Linked DNA regions of Mus musculus: regions 1, 2, 3, 4, 5 and 6 are each linked to region 7. The links are chromatin contacts, called in public Hi-C and promoter capture Hi-C maps. All regions are on one chromosome and are shown on one strand. Each heading gives the region's core, a stretch centred on a gene start, on an enhancer-like site or on the middle of the called end of the contact. The rest is flanking DNA. Distances are from core to core; before and after follow the strand shown. Region 1 holds the start of Arl4aos (ADP-ribosylation factor-like 4A, opposite strand). Region 2 holds the start of Immp2l (IMP2 inner mitochondrial membrane peptidase-like (S. cerevisiae)). Region 3 holds the start of Lsmem1 (leucine-rich single-pass membrane protein 1). Region 4 holds the start of Ifrd1 (interferon-related developmental regulator 1). Region 5 holds the start of Dock4 (dedicator of cytokinesis 4). Region 6 holds the start of Scin (scinderin). Region 7 holds the start of Dnajb9 (DnaJ heat shock protein family (Hsp40) member B9).

Region 1 (2,700 bases), core at 31-2,530, 4.2 Mb before region 7:
ACAATTTCTCTTCCTGGGTGATCGGGCTACGCGATTGCTGGGGAGGAAATGAGTAAGTTATTACTGTGAGCACATTAAAAATGGGGTTTCTCTACTTTCGCCAAAAATAAGCACATGAGGGACTTAATAAAACTTGCTGTGAGTAAACACACCAGATGAGGTAGTAGATGTATTCAATCCAAAACAAACGATGCCTAACTGTCACCCAAAGGCTTTCTTCGATCCACTCTAACTGCAGTAACGTGTACTTTTCTCTATTCTCTACGATCCCCGAACCTCAAAAGCTCATTCTGAAGACAACCCAGGCGCCACTATCTGGTGCCGGTCACCGTATCCACCACTAAAGTGCCTTTTCTTAGCAGAAAACTCAAAAAAAGCAGCCCTATCTGGGAGATCTAACCAGGCACGTCTCACCCGGCACCCAGGCTCACTTTCCTGGCTCCGTCCCCGCTACCAAAGCTCTCACCTCCCGGGCTGGAGTCGGGATTCCAATGGAGGGACATTGGCTGATGTGTCTCTCTCTCTCTCCCCGCGAGGAACACGCCACAGCTCCTCTCAACCGAGACCTCCGCGCCGCTCTGGCGGACGCCCCACAGGGAAGCCCAGACTCGGCCTCTGGCCACGCCCACCCTCACGGCCCACCCAGGCCCCGCGATCCCATTGGTCAGCGCGTCAGGGCCGCCCTGCCACTCCCGCCCCGGCGCCCTAATTGGCAAGGGTGCCTGCCACTCCCAGGGCGGCAGCGCCAGGGCTCGCTCTCGGCCCTCCGGCACCACCTGTTGCCCTGAGTGGGAAACGAGCAGGCATCGCAAAGGACGCCGAGCCCCTGCTGCAGGTCCGGTCGCTCGGCCGCCTCGCGCACCTGCAGCATGGGCCACGGTGACGCGGCCCTACGCGGCGGGAGCGGCCCACCGCGCCTCAGCTCGCCGTGCGCCCAGGCTCGCTGGGCCGCGCCAGCCCCTCTACACACCGAACGCCTCCGGCAATACTGCCTCCGCCCCGCCGCAGGCCTCTTCTCCAACATGACCCCGCGCCACTCACCTGGCTGACGGTCCTCCGTCGTCCCGCCTCCGCGGCTGTCAGCCGCCGGGGAGTCTGTCCCCGGGCAGCGGCGAGGCCTGACGGCGGCCGGGCCGACGCCGCGCGCCAGCCGGGCTAACGGTGCTCGCCAGCCTCGCTCCGGGCCGCGGCTCCGCCCCTCGCGCCGCGCCTGCCCGCGGGGGTCGCGCGCGCGCGTGCTGGCCGCGTCTCCTAGCAACGCCCAAACAAGGTCACGTTCCAACCCTTTCGGCGCCCGCCGCCGGCGCAGACGGGCGGGGCTTCGGCCGCGGGTTCTCGGTCTTTCTGCCGCCCCAGGCTGGGTGCGGGAGGGCGTCGCCGGTACCGCCCCTCTTCCTGTCACCCTAGGGCGGCCTCTGGGCGACCGCGGTGTTGATTCAGGGTCCTTGATGTTGGAGGACACTGGCCGGGTGGGTCCCTTACGTCACGTCACAAGGCAGCCTGGGGGAGTCTGCGCTGCCGCCCTCCCTAGCATGTGCTGGCTAGGATGGTAGCCTACCTTTTGTAAGCCAAGCGCTACCTCCTAAGTGAGTCTACGCCCCACAAGTTGGAACAGGAACCAATGCCCCTATTAAGGAGGAAGAAACGCACTTTGGAAACGCTAAATATTTCCAGTAGCCCAAGAAGAACGGGTGATGAAGCTGCAGCTGGTAACTTATGACTAGTGGTAAAGCACATTGGGCTCCATAGTGTAATTGTGTACCACTATGTTTGGCCTTAGGAGGCAAACTGTCGTTTTTGTGAATATTCCAGTCTTTGTAAAAACAGAATGAACCAAATTGGTCATGAACCAATTATAAAACGTGACCAGCAATCTTTTAAAGATGTTTAGAAAAACAAACAAAGGGCATTTTAAAGCTTGGTAGAACCTACAAGAAATTTTTATCTGGAAGGCTATAATAATAGTGCAATTTAAAAGTGTATTTTAAACTAGATTCTGGCCAAGCACTTGAGAGGCAGAGGCAGGCAGATCTGGATGCTTCAGGGCCAGCCTGGTCTACATAGAGAGTTGCAGGCCAGCCAAGGCTACGTAGTAAACCGTGACTCAATAGATACATAGATAGATAGATAGATAGATAGATAGATAGATAGATAGATAGATAGATTGTAACTTTCCTAAGAAATTTCCTGATCTTAAAATTACCATAGCCAGTAGTATTTATTTTATGAATAGTAGAAAGGATTGGGCTTCTTTCTGTTGTTTTTGTTTCTTTGTGGTTTAGTTTTTCTGTTGTTTTGTTGTTTTGGTTTTCGGGGCTTGTTTGTTTGGGTTTGGGGTTTTTTGTTTTGTTTTGGTTTGGTTTTTGGTTTTGTTTGTTTGATTTTTGGTTTTGGTTTTCAAGATAGGGTTTCTCTATGTAGCCCTGGACCAGGCTGGAATCAAACTCAGAAATTTGCCTGCCTCTGCCTCCCAAGTGCTGGGATTAAAGGCATGCACCACCCTCACCACTGCTCACCTTATTTCCATTGTTTTTAATAGCTGATATAAAAATCTAAGGAATAATAAGCACAGTGCCTAGCTTTAAGACAGCATCATTAATTTAGGAAGAAAAATCTCAAATGGCATATTCTATAAAGTTATTGAATGTAATCTGAACTAAAGATTGTAACTAAGTATGGGCTCTCATTAGCCAGTTACAG
Region 2 (2,700 bases), core at 37-2,536, 3.2 Mb before region 7:
AAAGAACCAGAAATAGTGAGTTTATTCTGCAGTAAATCTTGGATGCTGAAAATATTCTAGGCCTAGATTAGGTTGTATGGATTCTAGAAACTTTGATGTTTATGTATGTTCATGCCATCCCATACTGTTGGTTCTTCACTGGAACAAACATCTATTTAATTTGGAGTCTCTTTACTGTTAGGGCCCAATCCAATTTGTAAATAGGCTCTGTCATCAGGGGCGGCCTCCAAGATAAAGCACTGGTAGAATCAAACTTACCTCGCAGTAAATATTTTAGATAAGAATAACTGTACCTACATCCTATACAGGAGAGCAATCATGTTTCTTTGGCAGACTTTTGTAATTATTAACTATCAGCCTATCAACCCATTAAAGTCTTCCCCCTTCTCCCCCCCCCCCGCCCCTTTTTTTTTGAGAGAGGTTTACTCTGTGTAGGCCTGGCTGTCCTGGAACTAGCTCTGTAGATCAGGCTAGCAGGCTGGCTTCACCTGCCTCTGCCTTAGCAGTGCTGTGATGACTAAAGGTACGTGCAACCACTGCTCGGCTCCATTTAAGTCTCTTACACTCTCCCATCTTTAGAGTTAATTTTGAATGCTGAGTGTCAGAACATTATGCGCTATGTAAACTTGAGAATGATAGTTCAGCATTATCTAAAAGGGTAAAGCAAGAAAAGATAAAGATACAACTGAGGAGGGCTAGAAAAAGCAAATTAATTTTGTTGTCTATATTCTGTTAGTTACAGTGTTTTTCTAGGTTGTAATTACACAGTTAAGATTTTTTACAATTAACGAGCAAAAGCTTAAGTATATTAAAAAAAACAACCCTAGTTTCTCTGAAGCAAAAAAAAAAAAAAAAAAAAAAAAAGTTCTGGATTTTTTTCTTTTGGCTTGCTAGAGGAAGCAAACCCGAAGTTACCCATGTGCAAACAAAACAATAACAAAACCACAGAACAACACAAGAAGTCCAGTCTGGGTTCCTGGTCTAAGGGAAGAAGCTGAAGATAGCTTCTGATAACTTGCTGCTTTTCCTTGCCCTCTTAGCCATGCCAGGCTTCGACCTAGGGCTTAGACCTAAGGCTTCTAACACTTGGAACCTCTAGACGGTCAGTACCGCCCCCTGATCTGACGTAAACCCAATTCTGGCTGCGGATCCACCTTGAGCCGCGTTTCGGGGGCGGGACTTCCGTAGTAGTAGGCGGAGTCTCCGGCTGCCGCCCAGCTGGGGGTCGGGTCTGGGCGAGCGGCGGCAAAGGGCGGGGCGAGCGGCGGCGGAGGGCGGGGCGTGCCGCGGCGGAGGGCGGAGCGTGCCGCGGGGACTTCCCCTGGGTTGAGCTGCGCAGCGGGTGCGCGGGGAATGGGGCGGCGGGTCCGGGCGGCTTGGCACGCGGGTGGGCTTAAGCAGACCCTCTGTGTCCCCGGCAGGGTCTCTTATCTCCGGCTTCTCCTCCGTCGAGTGGGCGTTGCTGGGAGGTGGGGAGCCGCTCGGCCGCTATCCGCGCGATGGTAGCGAGCATGCGTGCGTGCGCGTGTTCCAGTGAGGCCGCGCGGCTGTCCCCTCAGTTCGTCCTCTTGTCTCCCTCAGTTAGGGAACCCGAACCCCGATCCGGGCGGGTAGCCGACCTCTTCTCCCCGCCCTGGGGGACCCACAGAGCGGCCGGGAGGGAGCGCTGCTCCTGGGGTGGTGAGCAGCTTGTGGGAGCTGCTCAGGCTGGAGCCACGGGATTTTAAAGGACCTGTCTCTGTCATTTTTACTTTTAGGATTTTGGCCAAATTGGGCGAGGGTACAATATTACCACTTACCCCTTCTCACCGAGGAAGAGCGGGAGAAAGGGTAAGTAAGTATTGCTCAGGGGCGGAAGGTGCCAGGACTCTTTTTCGAGTGGGGAAACTACCCTAGGCAACTTGGGTCCAAATTCCACTTTTTATCAGGAACTGGATAACCCACCTTCAAAGGTCACTTGTCCCAAGATCAAGCCTTTCTTCAGGTTCCAGAAGCCCGTAGAGCCGACTGGAAGTTTAGCAGCGTTTTAGACACCTGAGAGAAAACTCATTTCCTTTCAGACCCTCTTTAACCTGGCACATTGATGCTATAGTTCCTCTCAGGTCCCCTGTCTTCCTAGGTAGCATTCAGTAGTTCCTGACACAGTAGGGCCCTAGGTAATCTTGGCTCTGCTTGGCAGTTATCCCTCCGGGGACCTTACATTTTAAAATCTCAACAGTGGGGGAACGCACATGGGGCCACATACAGGCAATTTCATATACTTCTAGTTCTCAGGTCTTTCAGAATTACAGAGGAATTGGGGGAGGTCCTATCTCAGGCATTGAGGTGCTTTTCTGAAAAGCTGAAGTCCTGGGAAGTTGACTGATTTCAAGTTATCATCTCTCTTCATTGGTTCCTCCCTAAGACTTGCCCTTCTCCTAGTCTCTGTCTGGTGATAGGAAACACAGTTCCTTTCAGGTTCGAAACCCTCCAGTTTTACATTCATCTCCGCCAACTTTTACTTAAAACACAGGTTAGCTATAAGCAAGAACAGCAAGCCACAGGCTTGTTTACCCCCGAGAGAAAGCTAGACTTACCCTCAGTGCCCATCCTGGCACATGCCACATATGAACCTGACTTCCTTGAGAGGCAGATGTTCGCATATTATGAAAAACTAAGACATGGTTGTTTATTAAAGAGGGACTCTATCTCTGATGTCCT
Region 3 (2,700 bases), core at 50-2,549, 4.0 Mb before region 7:
GGAGAAGAAGAGGAGGAGGAGGAGGAGGAGGAGGAGGAGGAGGAGGAGAGGAAGACTAGCTACAAAAGTCACTGCTAAAAGGTCCTACTTTTAAAGTAATAGTCCAGTTACTAAACTTTGCTTGCCACAGACTAAGAAGGCGATGCCAAGATAGCTAAGCTACGGAGACATGGCACTAAGCCTGGTAGCCAGAACTCAATCTCCTTCACCTTTGTTCGATGGGAACCAACTCCTGCAACTTGTCCTCTGACCTCCAAGTAAGTGTTGTGGCATAAACATGCCCCGCCCACACACATAATTTAGAATAAAATCTGTCATAAAATTTGTTCAAGATTTTTTTTCTAAATCTAAAATAGACCAAGTAAATAATGGAGTCCTCTAGAAGGAGACATCTTTACAGCGAGCTCACAATGTTGGTAGATGTTTTTTCAATAAGCCTTTTCAGTGTTGCGACATGTTAAAATGAAAGACAAGCTAGTAGAGGAAAAAAAGGCAGTGTGATTCATGGGCTCCAAGGGCCTGCAGGTGGCTTCTGAGGGACTCTGCCAGTAAACGGATACAAGGACACACCTTGAAAACCAGAACCCACAGCTGTCAACACCAGCCCTTGCTATCTTTGGAAGCTGAAATGAGGGCATTCAGAAACAACCACCGAGGCCGCTGCAGAGTGTCACTACCTATTCCGTGTCGCACTAACTTGGCCTTCCTGCCGAGCTCCACTGGGCAGATTCTTTTCTGATCCTGGAACTCAGACACGTAAGTAGTTTCATTTTCCCGTGTTCTTGATCACTGCTAACAGCTGAGCCTTTCATCATCTAATAATTGCTTGATTCTCTACCAGTAGGACACTTCAACAAATAAAAATTGTCTCTGAAAAAAAAAAACTCATTGTACATTCTCCCTGCAGGTATTGGTATCAAAGCAGAAAACCATATTGTATGCTACGAACTCAGAATTGTTTACCAATGAAGGCTGAACTCAAAGCTTAATACGATGCTTCCTTGAGTGAGCCACGGCCACGTATGAACGGCATTCCTGAGTTCATGCCTCCAAGTCAGGAGGTAATTTTAAAAATCAAGTCTACATCTTTTCTATGAGCAGTCGAAAAGCACAGAATACATGCAATCAAAACCCCAAGGACTCAAAAATCATCATTCGGTCTCAGTAAGAAATAGCATGCAAATTACTTACAAAGACGTGAGCCTCCAATGCTCGGTTTCCTAGAAAAGACAACTACTCAGGAACAACTACAGCCAAACTTTCTACCAGTTCTGTAGTTCGCTCTTAATCTTCCTGCTGCTCACAAGTGCTCCCCTGAGGCCCGTAAACCCAGCACATAATTGGTGGTCTATATTTAGTGTAAATGTAGCCAAGCGATAACAAGATTCCCTGCAGTGGCTTCCGCTCTCATGTCCGAGTTTAAGATACGAATTGGTGAAGCTTTGCTTTAAAACAACAGACCGGCAAGCCTGGATTCAGTTGGTAACTGATGTGGTTCATATGAAGCTCAAGTTGAAAGTCCTTACTCAGTGGAAGTGGCTGTATCGTCTGACAGCACATTTCCTAGCTAGCGCTTCTGCTGTGCTGTGCTCCTGTGTATAAATACCCTGCAGCAGGCAGGAGCTGCCACTGGGACATCTGGTGTGCAGAGACCTCAGTAAACAGGGAGGATAGCTGTGATAACACAACTAGCGGAGTGGCTGATGTGTTAGATTTCCATCCCTGTATCCAAAATAAGTCAGCTTTATACTAGCCCCCCCCCCCGCCCCCCGTTTCAGACCTCTGATCTAGGCTTGCAGAAATAGAAAACATGGTAACAGGTACAGCTGAAAGAAGAGGCTTGAGAGGAAAGGGCCAAAGACTTGTCTTCAACCAAGCCTCACACCTAAAGATCCACCATTCTCCAGCGGTTCCAGGCTGGTGACCATGCAAGCCTTCTACACTTTTCTTTAAGGAGACTTCAGAGATCTAAACTATAGCAGCAGGTCCGGGGACTCCTGGGCTTTCAATTAGCTTTACAAAAAGTGTCTGTGGGTGCAAAGATTGCACACTTCAGCATTCCATCCAAAATGGGCTTCAGAAGCGCACCTGCCTTTTGGAAATAGCAGCCTTGTTTCCTTTCCACAAGTGGCAGGCAGTTTCTGCCCTCTGGTGTACACAATAGGTACTACAGTGAGAGCTGGGGCCTGCAAGCTCCGGGTGCCAGATCACACACAGTTTGGATGAAAACAGACTTGCAGTTGTTTAAGATCTGCCTTCGCTCACAAGTGCCCGCTCATTCTATAGCTCTGTGTGTTCCAGCTTCTCTTACACGGTTCTTTAGGGACATTATTATACTGTCAGAGAACAGGAATCTCACATTTTTTGGTCTTCCCATAGCTTGAGAACCAAGAAGACCATGCACTTGATACCTTTATCATTAAGTGCTGTCACCTGTATTAAAACTAAGCTCAGAAAAAATGAAGATGTTCCCATCATCTAGTCATGCAGGTCAAAAACCAAAACTCTTCTAACTACCCAATCTGTCCCAAATCCCCTATCATCTCAGAAGTACTTGCTTCAGTTTTGATGGCTGTTTTCCCCTTCTTCTAACATTATAACCTCAAGTACTAGTCCTCCAGAGATGGGAAACAGCCTCCACTGCCAGGGAGGGTAAAGTGGCAGCGATGAGACAACCCCATGCATGTGTCCATCCATCAA
Region 4 (2,700 bases), core at 119-2,618, 4.0 Mb before region 7:
CATTCGAATGATCAAAGAGTAGTAGCTAGGTCAACAAATACCTAATGGCTATTATCTTGGTGTGGAACGACTGGGGGCATTCCAATATTCAACTCCATAATCTTAACAATTACTTAGTGAGATGACTACCCATTTCAATACTACTCGACTTATGTCTTGTGTGCAGTCTTGTAGAAGGGACCTTCGGCTGCAATCATTTTTTTTTCTTCTCAACCATATGTTAAGAGAATCGTACATTCAGTTCAGCAATTAACCATCCAGAAAAAGCTTTGTCTTAGCATGGAAGGAAAAAAAAAAAAAACTTATCCCTAACTTTCCAGCCAATTGCAACCTCGGCTTCTCACCACCTCTTATCACTGCATGGAACCTATAGAATGCAGCACAAAGGAGAACGCGGTCGCTAGGCTGGCAGCACAAGGGCTGCGGGGGCTCCCGGTTTCTGCAGGTACCGGGTTAGGAGTGGAAGCCACGCTAAGGGTGGGGCGGTGGCCATGGCTTCCGACGCCTCTACCCCGCCTTAGAGGACCTGCGAGACGCGCAGGAAAACAGCGGGATGGAAGCCACTCGTGCCTCTGCGTCACCCTGGCCCCATCACGCAAAGCTCAGGCCTCGTGACGCAAAAGCCGGTCCAAGCCCGCTGGACGTTTGACACTCCCGAGAACTCCATGTTGGAGGGAGCGCCACAGGCAGCGCAACAGCGGCAAGCCACCGGCGCTCCGCCCCATCTCTAGCTCGATAAAGAACCGGACAGCAGGCAGCGACGTCTAGGAAGAACGCCAAGTCCTGGTCACCCTTATTCTGACTCTCCCTCCGGCCCAAGGTCCCAGTTCTCCCCGCCCCCAGGGCCGGAGCTCCAGCACTGCTCCCGCGTGCCAGCTCAAGAAGCGCGAGTCCCAGGGCATGATGGGAACTGCAGTTCAGCCGTACCACGCGCTATGCAGACTTGGGCGTCCGAAGCGAAGACCGAACTACAAGTCCCACCGCGCCCCAGGCCGGGGTCTCCCGTTCGGCCGGCCAGCCGGCTCCCGGGCGTGGGGACACCCCTCACCTGCCGTGGCCGCCGACGTCGCTGCCCCGGAGCCGCCGCCACCCCCGCCACCGCGGTGGGGAGCGTTCCGCTTCTTGTTCTTCGGCATCGTGGGCCGCCCGGTGCCGCCTACACTTGGAGCTCAGCGAGGATCAGCCGATGGAGCTGCACTGTCTACTCGTGCGTCTGTGCGGCGGGCGGCTGAGAGGCGAGTCTCGGGCTAACAAGAGAGGCGAGGAGCGGCGCGGGTGAGAAGCGGCAGCAGCAGCAGCAGAAATCCCCGTGAAGAGCTGCGAGCGGAAACGATACATGTTTCTCTCTAGCGCGGGAGCGAAGGCGGGGTGGCCAGACCACGACGCCTTAAGTAGCCAGACGGCGGCTTGTCGTCACCATGCGTGGGCGGGCCTCCATCGCTCGCTGGCCAATCGCTGCAGATCTCCCCACCGCGGCGTCCACTGGGGCGGTGCCTGCATTCGGACTCCCATTCCCAGAGCCTCAGTCTGCCCTCGGTGCCTGGGCTGCTATGCCTTAGGGCCGCGTGGAGCTTTGGGAGATGTAGTTAGCGAGAGGGCGCGGCCTTCTCCGGGCTCCTCCCAGTCCGATTGCGTCGTGACCTCGTCCCAACGAGGCGTCCGCCCTGGAATTCACCCGGGTAGTCACCGCGATGAGCCATGCGGCAGTTATGCAGCTTGATGAACGTCAGCTTGTAAGATCACGTGTAACAACCTTTCCCCTGCTAATATGAGGCCCCTGTCCAAGCACAACCATACCCTCCTGTGGGTTTAGGGACGTGGGCTCCCCACCCTCCAAAAAAAGTATGCTTTCAGCTACTTCAACTTGTATTGTTCGTGGACCTCATATTCTAGACTAATATCTCAAATAACGAGACTGATGATTCAGTCTCAGATTTTCTTACAAAGATGTGACCTTGATTCCACCTGCCAGTTTGGAGGTCAGTTTGGGATAAGAGTTTATGAGAAGTTCGCAGCTGGCAAAACATACATGAGTTATATCAACAGTCGCAAAGGGGTTTATTTTCTCAAGGTGCTCCCGTTGATCTGTTTTCCGTGTCGCAACACCCAGTCCTGTTTTCAGGAGCTGCTAGTAGGTTCCTATACTGTCCATATGACAGAACAAACTCACTGACTCGTGCAAGTGACTCACTCTGCACTCCACCTCTCACCTCGGCTTCATTCTATTTCAAGTGATGATAGTAAGTCTTTCTCCGTCTTAATGTCCCTCTTGTACCTTAAGCCAACTTAAATTTTTCTCTCCTTTTCTTTACTGCCATATTCTTAATAGTTAATATATTATCTTCCCCCATATTCTGTAATTTATTCACCGTAATTTATTCAGTTTGTTCATAGTGCCCCCCCCCCAGCAATTGATTTTAAAATGAAACTCAGGGCTGTATCTTGATCTCTAGCCATACATAGCTTCAGTTCATACCAGGTCACCCATTTCAATGTTTCATGCCCAGGAAGGCTGATTATTTACTCAAGTGTCTTGTTTGACTAATCCACCTATGTTTATAGTTGTTCCAGAACCTCACAGACTGCCAGTCCTCCTAACCTAGCCTCTCTCACTGCTTTCTAGATATCTTGTTCTTCTCCTGAACTCAACTGGTCTTCGTTTCCAGTACAGGGCTCTTTTTGTTACTTTGACTTCATTGT
Region 5 (2,700 bases), core at 201-2,700, 3.8 Mb before region 7:
AACTAACCAACCAACCAACCAAAACCCCCACAAAAACAAAAACCATAAACAACGCCCCCCCCCCCCGCCAAATTATTAAAGCTTCCAACTTTATATCTTAAAATGTGGAATTTTGGTGATCTGGAAAAACATAAGTACGGGATATATGGCAAACCCATTGATAGGAATCTCACTCATGGAAAGTGGGAAGAAATTGCACTTTTATTTCCCTGCTACTGAGATAAAAAGCTGTGAAGGTTAAATGGAAAAAACATCAACAAGGACTGAGAACCCAAATTAACCCCCAAAATTAACACTTAAACAAAATGGGTGGGGAGTGGAGCGCGACCAAAAGAAAAGGTAGTCTATGATGAAAGTTTGACTTTTGGTCTCTACAGTGGAACTGAAGAAAGCAGCAAAGTCAGGTTGATACAAAGTAGCTGTGATGAATTTTAAAACCCTATTTTAAATATTCTGTGAGGGCTGGAGTGAATTTAATTCTCTTTTCTCTTTCTCTTAGAATGTAACATCTCCCAGGCTACAGGGCCAAATGATACCTGAGACACACACATCCTTTCCTTTTGAAGAGGACTACAACCTGCAACCAGCAAATAAGTATTAGAGAGCCGTGACGTGACTAGTCTCCAACTTGGAAACCGGTCCCAAACTACATAAAACACCTTCCCAGAGCCAAATTCAGCAAACCGGGGAGAGCGAGGGCTACAAGTCAGGAAATAGCGGCTAATCACAGCTTTACAGTCACACGTGTGCAACCCAGACCTGACCCACACCCACTTGGCGGCAAGTGCAAAGCACAGAATTCCAAACCGGAAGACAGCAAAGGAGCTTTCTCAGAGGCCGGGAAGGCAGCTCTTCACATTTTCTGCTCCCACCCCAAAACAGCTTCAGCCTGGCAACCTCCGTCTGCCCAACCCATATCTCTGGGTCCCGCCCGCGGCTTTTTCCCTGGCACCAAGGTGGTCTCCCAGCCGACCAGCTTCAAAGGTTTGAGCGGCTGCCAGCTGCACCTCGGGCACAGAAGAAGGAAGACAGATCACCCGCGCCTAAGGGACAGCACACTCACCTTCATGATCTGTGTGTCCGATTCCGCCGCGGACCCCGCGGACCCCAGCCTCCCGGGGGTCCACAGGAAGCCCCTGGACCTCACTAGCAGCCATTACCTGGCACAGTAGAAAGGGGCGGGCCGTAGGCGGGGCGGAGCGGTGATACACCAATAAAAACGCGCCTGGGGTCGCATGCCGCCTCACTGAGGGAGTTCCTACACGCCTATGCTGTGCCGTCACATTTTGGACCAATCGATTGTGGCGAGCCTAACTAGGTGCCCCGCCCCCAACCGCTGTAGTCCCGCCTCCTTCCGGAGCCGGGAGCGTAAGAACTACAACTTCCAGCATGCCGCGAGGCAGTGGGTAGGCAGCGCTGGACGGGCGCTGACGGGCGGGGGTGCGCCCGCGAGTGCCCCGGCGTGTTCGCTTAGTTCAGTGAATCAGAACAATGACTGCGCCGCCGGGTCCCCGGGAGCGCGTCGCAGGGCTGTGAGCAGCCGCGGCCGGCAGAGCGGCGGGCGGCTCCGCCTCGGCGGTGTAGTGTCAGTGCCGGCTCCGGAGCCCCGGGAGCAGACCCTGCCCAGCGCCGCAGCCCGCGCGATCCGCTGTGCTCCAGCGACACAGCTGCTCTTCGGGAGCGGTGCATTGTTGTGAGCCACTGGAGGGGCGCGGGGATTGCACAGCCCGGAGCCCCTCAACGCCCTTCATAGCCATGTGGATACCTACGGAGCACGAGAAATACGGCGTGGGTGAGTGCTCGCGGGCGAACTTTTACCACGCTCTGGTCCTTGCCCCCACGCAGCTCGCTCCGCTCCAGGCTGCAAATGCCAGGTCTTGGCATTGCACAGCGGGTCCCGGGCTTGGCCGCACCGGCCTCCGGCTGAGGGGCGAGCACTGGGGGGCTCGCTCCTCACCGTGCACTCGGCGCTCCTCGAACCCGATCCCAGAACGTCCGGACTGCCGCTCCGGTCTCTGCTGGCTGGCGGAGTTTGGAGCGGCCGCGGGGCGTGTTGCGTGTCAAGTTGGAAGGGGAAGCCAACAGGGTTTCTCTCCCTTCTACCCCTGCTGGCCCACAGCGGCAGAGAGCTGGCAGTGGGCTGCTAAGATTTCCCGGGGTGATGAGGGAGACCAGGAACCGGCTGCTAGAATACTCCCAAACAGTAGGGAGGCGCGAAGTCCCTGCGGCTGGGGTCGGCATTCCCAGAGTGCAGAGTGTAGCCCCTGTGACAGACGGAGTCGGGACGTAGCCTCCTTCCTCCCTCGCCTCCCGGGTGTTTGGGGTGTGTGTTGCGAGCAGGGGGGTTGGTAAATTTCAACATCTGTGCTCCTGCGCTCTTTGGTCCTTGGAGGGGAACCGAGATTTTGGCAGGGTTTTTACTTCTGGCCACCTTCTCTACCAGGGAATGAGCGCAGTGGGGGTCATAGAGGCCGGCTGGAAAGTGACGAGGGAGAGGAGGGTCAGAAAGCCTGGCTCTTAGAGGCTGGCAGGCAGCTTTAGGAGAGGACTACCCTGGCACTGATTTGAGAGAAAAAGGAACAGGATAGCATTCACTGTTCTGTGCAAAGGTGAACAACAAAGACCATTAATGTTGACTGATGAATACAGGAGGCTCCCTTCCCTTCCCTCCTCCCTTGTCGGTAGGATTACAGTTCCCGT
Region 6 (2,700 bases), core at 94-2,593, 4.1 Mb before region 7:
GGCTTGGGAAATCACGTCTAAATGTTTTCACTTCTTTCTTAAATTTTTCAGATGTTAAATATTAAAATGCAATGGCAGCATTCAAAGTCTGTGGTTTTGAGTGTTTTCCCTCCTGAGCTCAAGAATAAATATACTGAAAGAAACACTGGTATAGGAGAGACGCTAGCTTGAAAAGGAGGCTCAGATAAAGCGCACGTTGTCAGACTGGGAGTGCCGACTGGCGCAAGACCTCACAGAGAAAGGTTCAACATTCACGATGTTTACGGGTAAAAGTAGAAGGTGGAGAAAGTGGAACACAGGGCCAGTGTCCTCCTGAAAGCCTGGCACCAAGGCAGCTCAAAATAATTACGACCGCTGAAGAAGCTGGTTCTGGTCCACACTGTGTCCTTCTTAAAACAGATGAATAATAAATGAATAATTTGAAACAAAGCAGCCTATCTAAACAAATACACCAGCCAGATAGAGCAATTGGAAAAAAAAAATGATTGCCGTATCTTTTCCCAAACAGGCAAGCCCTGTTGTGCGAGGATAATCTTGGTTTTGGAGCTACGTACGTAAGTAGTCACCGATAGCAGGGAAATCTAAGCCGGAGCCCCAAGGCAACAAATACAAATAAATAAAAGTTTGCTGCTGGGAGCGGGAGTTTTCGCTCCAAGCTGAGGCAGATATCCACAAACAAGTTTGATTTCATCCCCACCCTGCCTGAAAAACCAGGACTGAACTTGCCGGAGGGTGCTCAGTATTTGGCCAGCACCCGGGTTTCTCACAGGCAGGCAGTCGCCCAGGAACGCACTGGGGTTTGAGTTAAAGTGGAAAACCCCGGAGGAATGAGTATGACCCTCCAAGAAGTGGTTTGGTCAAGACTGATGAGTCCTGGATGACTCGCATCTCCGGAGTTTACAGCTCGCCAGGAGCTGACCTGGGGTTAGGAGAGGGTGCTGGCTGTGTGTCACCTAGCCCGCCCAGGTGACAGGATGGTGTACAGACCTTGGGCCCACCGCTGCCCTGTGCTGCTCACTGCTTACCCAGCCAGAAATGCAGGCGGTAGGAGAAGCCCCTGCTGGACTTGGTGGTGTGCAGCACCAGGTAGGCGTCTCCGACGTAAAAGTCACCATAGGCACCCTGGGGCACCGGTACCAGTTCCAGCTTCTCGACCCTCCACACCTGCAGCCCAGCCTGCTGGCCTGCGCGCGCGAACTCGGGGTGCTGCAGCTCCTGCGCCATGGTGCCGCGATGCTGGCCGAGCGAGCCGAGGACTTGATCCGTGCCCTGAGCCCAAGGAAGAGCCCGATGACCGGTGACCGCGAACCTGCTCTCCCGGCTTTAAAGCGGCTCGCCAGAAGCGGAGGCGGGGCTGGAAGGGAAGCCAACAGCCACGCCCGAACCCGGGCGGGAACCTGAATCCCAGTTTGGACCAAGTTAACCAAAACTCTAGTAAATGCCTCCCTCCAAAAAAAAAAAAAATGTAAATAAATATTATAATTGTTATTTTACGTTGCAACAGATAGATTTTGCTCGGATCAACTCGGGCGGGTCCACACTGGTCCCTGTCACCCCAGTTCCTTCCCTGCTGGTGTTCACCCTCTGATGCCAGGGTGAGGAGAAAGAGCATTAAGAACTAGAATCATCCACTCGCAAAACACGTCTGGCTTTGAGGACCACAGCACGTCGGAGTAACTGGCTGTATCACTTTCCCATGCGCGGTCCTCTAAAAGTCGAGCATAGTTGGCTTCCCTAACAGCCTCCCACTCCTGGTGGCCACAAGGTTTCTCTTTAGATAAGTTTGGAAACTCCATGTACAAAGGTACGTCAGGTTTTCTAGAAAAGATAAAAATCAGACAAATTCTCTGGCTACTAGCGTCAGAGATCGGCAAGTCCCCTGGCGCCTGGGAACTGTGGTAAGGTGCCACCTGCCTGCCTTAGCCAAGAAAATCTCTGCAAAAACACATCAGCCGCCCTCCAGGGACGCTCTGTACTGGGCTGTCCATGACTGTGATTTTAAACTGACCTGCATTTTTTTTTTTTAAAGATTTATTTATTTATTATATCTAAGTACACTGTAGCTGTCTTCAGACACTCCAGAAGAGGGCGCCAGATCTCGTTACGGATGGTTGTGAGCCACCATGTGGTTGCTGGGATTTGAACTCCAGACCTTCGGAAGAGCAGTCGGGTGCTCTTACCCACTGAGCCATCTCACCAGCCCCCTGACCTGCATTTTTAATTATCTGATTTTAAGGCACTCACTTCTCATTGGTTCACTCATATTTCTTTGTTTTGCTCACTAAAGAACGATTTGCATTCACTTCATTGCATTCAGAAACTGATGTGGTAAGGAGTTCTGTTATTGAAAACGCAAATCAGAAACTGCACATTAGAAACATTAGAGAGTTGTTCCACTTGGTCCCCAAATTGCAGAACTCCCTAGCAAGCCATTAATAGTAAAGGCACACTTAGATGCTCTCTTTAGTGACCTTTTTAAAATAAGCAATGCTTGAAGTGTTTAAAAATTTAGTGGCATAAAATCTGTTCAACAGTGCAGTGTGCTCGCCTGTAATCCCCGCTGAGGAAGGACGTACTTTGAGGGCTCTAGGCTGGCCAGTGCTACATTGTGACATTCTTTTTCAAGACCAAAACCAAGCCAAAACAAAACAAAATGACAATAGAAATTCCTTTACATTTCACACAACTACCCCACTCCCT
Region 7 (2,700 bases), core at 151-2,650:
TCTTCATTACCACATTTAATTTCAGAATATAAACCAATTACTGAAAAAGAAATCTGTCTTTTCTGTGTTTGGCTAGAACCGCAGGAAGAAAGGCAAAGGTGGGGAAGGAAAGATTTTTCTCAAATCTGTAAAATCTATTTGATCTTAAAGTGGTTAAAATAGTCTGTTTGCATAAATTTAACTTCCCAAATACTTCAGAAATATCGGTAAATAACATCTGCTTAAGGCTCACAATTAGTAAAACTTATACTTCTTTGAAAGCTGAGCTACCAGAGGAAGAAAAGTTTATACTTTGGATAAGTTGGGTTATTACTGGGCTTCCCAGATTTCTCAGCAAGTAAAATGTTTCTCTTTAAAACAAAGTTTTACCTAAGAACTATTGGTAACACATAATGATTCGAGATGAAGTGTATTTCTTTGCTTTTTTGAATGCTGTACCACAGAAGTCCTTAATGACCTATGATGACATAACAGGGCTGATGAAAAAGGCACTATGGTTTGTGGAAACTGCCAGCCAACCTCTCCTGTGGCCTATCCTAAGCATAATTAGCAGGTAGATTACTTTTTTCCCGAGACTTAGTCATAGTCACGCGTACCAAGTACAAACTCTCTAAAGAACTCAAGCAGAAAGCCTGGCGTTGTGCCCCACGCCTTTAATCGCAGCACTCAGAAGGCAGGGGCAGGCGGGGATCACTTTGAGTTCAAAATCAGCCTGGTCTCCATAGTGAGCTCCAGGGCAGCCAGATCTACCCTGACTTAAAAAAAAAAGTAGATTTTTTTTTTTAAAGTTAATGTAAGCGGAGCATGTCCGATGATGGTCGCCAGAGGCTGCGGTTGTTCGCTAGTCAAAGGGCTGGTCCACAACTGACAGCAAGGCGGCTCGGTGACAAACGAGATCCCGCCGCTTCAAGCTGCCCCTGGAGATGTTTTTAGTGCCCGAGCTTTAGCTTCCCCATCAAACCCACTCTGCCCAAACAATGGGATCGCCCTCCCCGAACCCGCTGGAGGGCTGGCCGGTCCGGCGTCCCGGCCCACTCCACTCAGAGCGTCAGCTCCATGCTCCGGCCCTGCCGGCGAGCTCCGCGACCTGCCGGCCTGGCCTCGGGGAAGACGACCCCCCAACCCCACCGCAAGCACGAGCTGTGACGCAGCCATCTCGGGGTACAGTCGCGTCGCTTGGCTTCCCAACGCGGCTGATAGGTGGTAGGACACCAAGGCCAAGGCGGAACACAAAGCGGGACCCGACTCGGCGCCACCCTCCCCGGTCCTTACCTGTGCGCCCCGACGCAGCTTCTCCACAGCGCGGCGGCCCGGCTCCGGTTCCCTGACCCCGGCCGCACAGGCTCCGACCTCGCCTCCGAACGCCGAGTAGCCTCCTCCCAGCTCGGCCCGTTCCCTACTGGCGGGAGCCCGTGGCTGGCGCGACCGCTTATAGAGCCGACCTACACGAAACGCTTCCCCATTGGCTCCCGCCGGCCCACCTGACTTTGGCGCCCTACGCGCACGTGGAAAACTGTTGTTGCCGTTTGGTCCTTGCGTCACTTCCGTCGCCACCCTCCGAGGGGCGGTGCCAAGGTGTGCGGAAGCGGAAGTGAGTCGACGATTTCCTCATCCTTCCCTGGGGCGCATCGCGCGCAGGCGCTTTAGAGGGTGCGCCGGGCCCTGCGTCCCCGCCCTAGAGGACAGGGCTCTCCGGCGCCCCTCGTGGGCCTTTTCAGCCTGCAGAAAGCTTCGCTGTTGAGCGGTCATCGCTCGCGCGGTCGTAATAAAGAGCTTTTATTCATAAGTGGCCAGGTGACCAGAAAACTCAGGTCTCACCCTTAGGCGATGTGTCATTGAGAGGCCATTAGAGCCCAAGCCTGCCTCTGTCATGTTAGTCTCTTAATCCTCAATTCCCCAAAAGGCGGGAGCCCACTGTATTGCACACTGCTTTGTAGGCAAGACCACGCTGTGTTGCTTTAACACAGCAAAGTTTGCACGGGGCTCGGGCTTTTCCAGCTCTTTCCCTCCCTCAGCTTGACCTCATTTCAACAGTAGGTATGTTGAAAGTACATCTGAAAGTGGGAAGGTGAGGTTCCTGTGAGGTTGGTCACTCAGTGCAACCCTGTTTCTTGTTTTTGTTTTAATGTTAATTTATTTTGAGTGCTCTACCTTCGTGTACACCTCTTTGCCAGAAAGAGGGTGTGAGCCACCATGTGGTTGCTGGGAATTGAACTCAAGAACTCTAGGAAGAACAGACAACCCTCTTAAACCACTGAGCCAACTCAAAGCTCAAAAACCCTGTTTCTCCTGCGAAAAAGGAGGCAAAAAGAATGTAAGCAACCTTGAAAACTGCCAGACTAGAATTATAACTTGTCCCATTATGTCTTCAGTTATGGAAGAGAGCATAATAGATATTATCTCAACAACAGCATGACATATTTCAAAAACAATAGGTAAGTACTTAGTTTTATTCAGAAGCCAAGGCAAGTTTGTCAAATTCCAAAGCCAGGTTTGCTGAGTTCCAACCCTGGTTCCCTTACATTGTAACTGAAAGACCCTTTGTTTAATCCTTTGGCACCTCTGATTTTTCTTCTGTACAGGTAAACAGATAAAGGAGGACTTAACAGGGAGTATGTACTTATGTGAAAAATCAATGTATTTAAAACATCCCATTTCTTTTCCTCTTGTAATGAAAAATAATTCTAGTGCTAGCCTGAC

The links. Promoter capture Hi-C pulls out the DNA fragments that hold promoters and counts their contacts. A called contact is a pair of places that touch in the nucleus more often than the background predicts.
Region 1: a Hi-C map of effector CD8 T cells shows a contact between it and region 7, with 11 times the contacts expected there. The contact joins the promoter of Arl4aos here to the promoter of Dnajb9 in region 7. A contact is called at or near these places in 1 of 39 promoter capture datasets (pre-B cells) and 9 of 484 Hi-C or Micro-C datasets (CD4 T cells, CD8 T cells, cardiomyocytes and 3 more).
Region 2: a promoter capture Hi-C map of pre-B cells shows a contact between it and region 7. The contact joins the promoter of Immp2l here to the promoter of Dnajb9 in region 7. A contact is called at or near these places in 5 of 39 promoter capture datasets (the C10 cell line, cranial neural crest, frontonasal cranial neural crest and 2 more) and 7 of 484 Hi-C or Micro-C datasets (CD4 T cells, embryonic stem cells, erythroid progenitors and 3 more).
Region 3: a contact with region 7 is called in a promoter capture Hi-C map of pre-B cells. The contact joins the promoter of Lsmem1 here to the promoter of Dnajb9 in region 7. A contact is called at or near these places in 5 of 39 promoter capture datasets (the C10 cell line, the HPC-7 cell line, cranial neural crest and 2 more) and 5 of 484 Hi-C or Micro-C datasets (the Ba/F3 cell line, CD8 T cells, erythroid progenitors and 2 more).
Region 4: a Hi-C map of hematopoietic stem and progenitor cells shows a contact between it and region 7, with 6 times the contacts expected there. The contact joins the promoter of Ifrd1 here to the promoter of Dnajb9 in region 7. A contact is called at or near these places in 7 of 39 promoter capture datasets (the C10 cell line, the HPC-7 cell line, cranial neural crest and 4 more), 15 of 484 Hi-C or Micro-C datasets (the C10 cell line, CD4 T cells, CD8 T cells and 10 more) and 1 of 115 datasets of contacts at active chromatin or transcription factors (regulatory T cell precursor).
Region 5: a promoter capture Hi-C map of pre-B cells shows a contact between it and region 7. The contact joins the promoter of Dock4 here to the promoter of Dnajb9 in region 7. A contact is called at or near these places in 5 of 39 promoter capture datasets (cranial neural crest, frontonasal cranial neural crest, maxillary cranial neural crest and 2 more) and 4 of 484 Hi-C or Micro-C datasets (CD4 T cells, pre-B cells and regulatory T cells).
Region 6: a promoter capture Hi-C map of pre-B cells shows a contact between it and region 7. The contact joins the promoter of Scin here to the promoter of Dnajb9 in region 7. A contact is called at or near these places in 2 of 39 promoter capture datasets (cranial neural crest and pre-B cells).

Annotation. Positions count from the first base shown.
Region 1 is chr12:40,036,797-40,039,496 of GRCm38.p6, forward strand. Arl4aos (ADP-ribosylation factor-like 4A, opposite strand) reads left to right here and starts at 1,281. Exons shown (of 3, transcript NR_166749.1): 1 at 1,281-1,709. It overlaps Arl4a (ADP-ribosylation factor-like 4A), which reads right to left and starts at 1,191. Exons shown (of 2, transcript NM_001039515.1): 1 at 1,042-1,191; 2 at 1-37.
Region 2 is chr12:41,022,804-41,025,503 of GRCm38.p6, forward strand. It overlaps Immp2l (IMP2 inner mitochondrial membrane peptidase-like (S. cerevisiae)), which reads left to right and starts at 1,287. Exons shown (of 7, transcript NM_053122.4): 1 at 1,287-1,342; 2 at 1,758-1,830.
Region 3 is chr12:40,198,016-40,200,715 of GRCm38.p6, forward strand. It overlaps Lsmem1 (leucine-rich single-pass membrane protein 1), which reads right to left and starts at 1,300. Exons shown (of 4, transcript NM_001033437.2): 1 at 1,192-1,300.
Region 4 is chr12:40,221,821-40,224,520 of GRCm38.p6, forward strand. Ifrd1 (interferon-related developmental regulator 1) reads right to left here and starts at 1,369. Exons shown (of 12, transcript NM_013562.2): 1 at 1,049-1,369. The coding sequence starts at 1,136. It overlaps Mir1938 (microRNA 1938), which reads right to left and starts at 991; the gene lies at 892-991. It overlaps Gm7008 (predicted gene 7008), which reads left to right and starts at 1,544. Exons shown (of 3, transcript NR_045157.1): 1 at 1,544-1,733.
Region 5 is chr12:40,444,603-40,447,302 of GRCm38.p6, forward strand. Dock4 (dedicator of cytokinesis 4) reads left to right here and starts at 1,451. Exons shown (of 53, transcript NM_172803.2): 1 at 1,451-1,792. The coding sequence starts at 1,756. It overlaps Zfp277 (zinc finger protein 277), which reads right to left and starts at 1,188. Exons shown (of 12, transcript NM_178845.3): 1 at 1,064-1,188. The coding sequence starts at 1,157. Gm40406 (a long non-coding RNA gene) reads right to left here and starts at 1,057. Exons shown (of 2, transcript XR_872699.3): 1 at 1-1,057.
Region 6 is chr12:40,132,885-40,135,584 of GRCm38.p6, forward strand. Scin (scinderin) reads right to left here and starts at 1,344. Exons shown (of 16, transcript NM_001146196.1): 1 at 1,026-1,344. The coding sequence starts at 1,224.
Region 7 is chr12:44,208,668-44,211,367 of GRCm38.p6, forward strand. It overlaps Dnajb9 (DnaJ heat shock protein family (Hsp40) member B9), which reads right to left and starts at 1,401. Exons shown (of 3, transcript NM_013760.4): 1 at 1,273-1,401. It overlaps Mir5627 (microRNA 5627), which reads left to right and starts at 1,646; the gene lies at 1,646-1,706.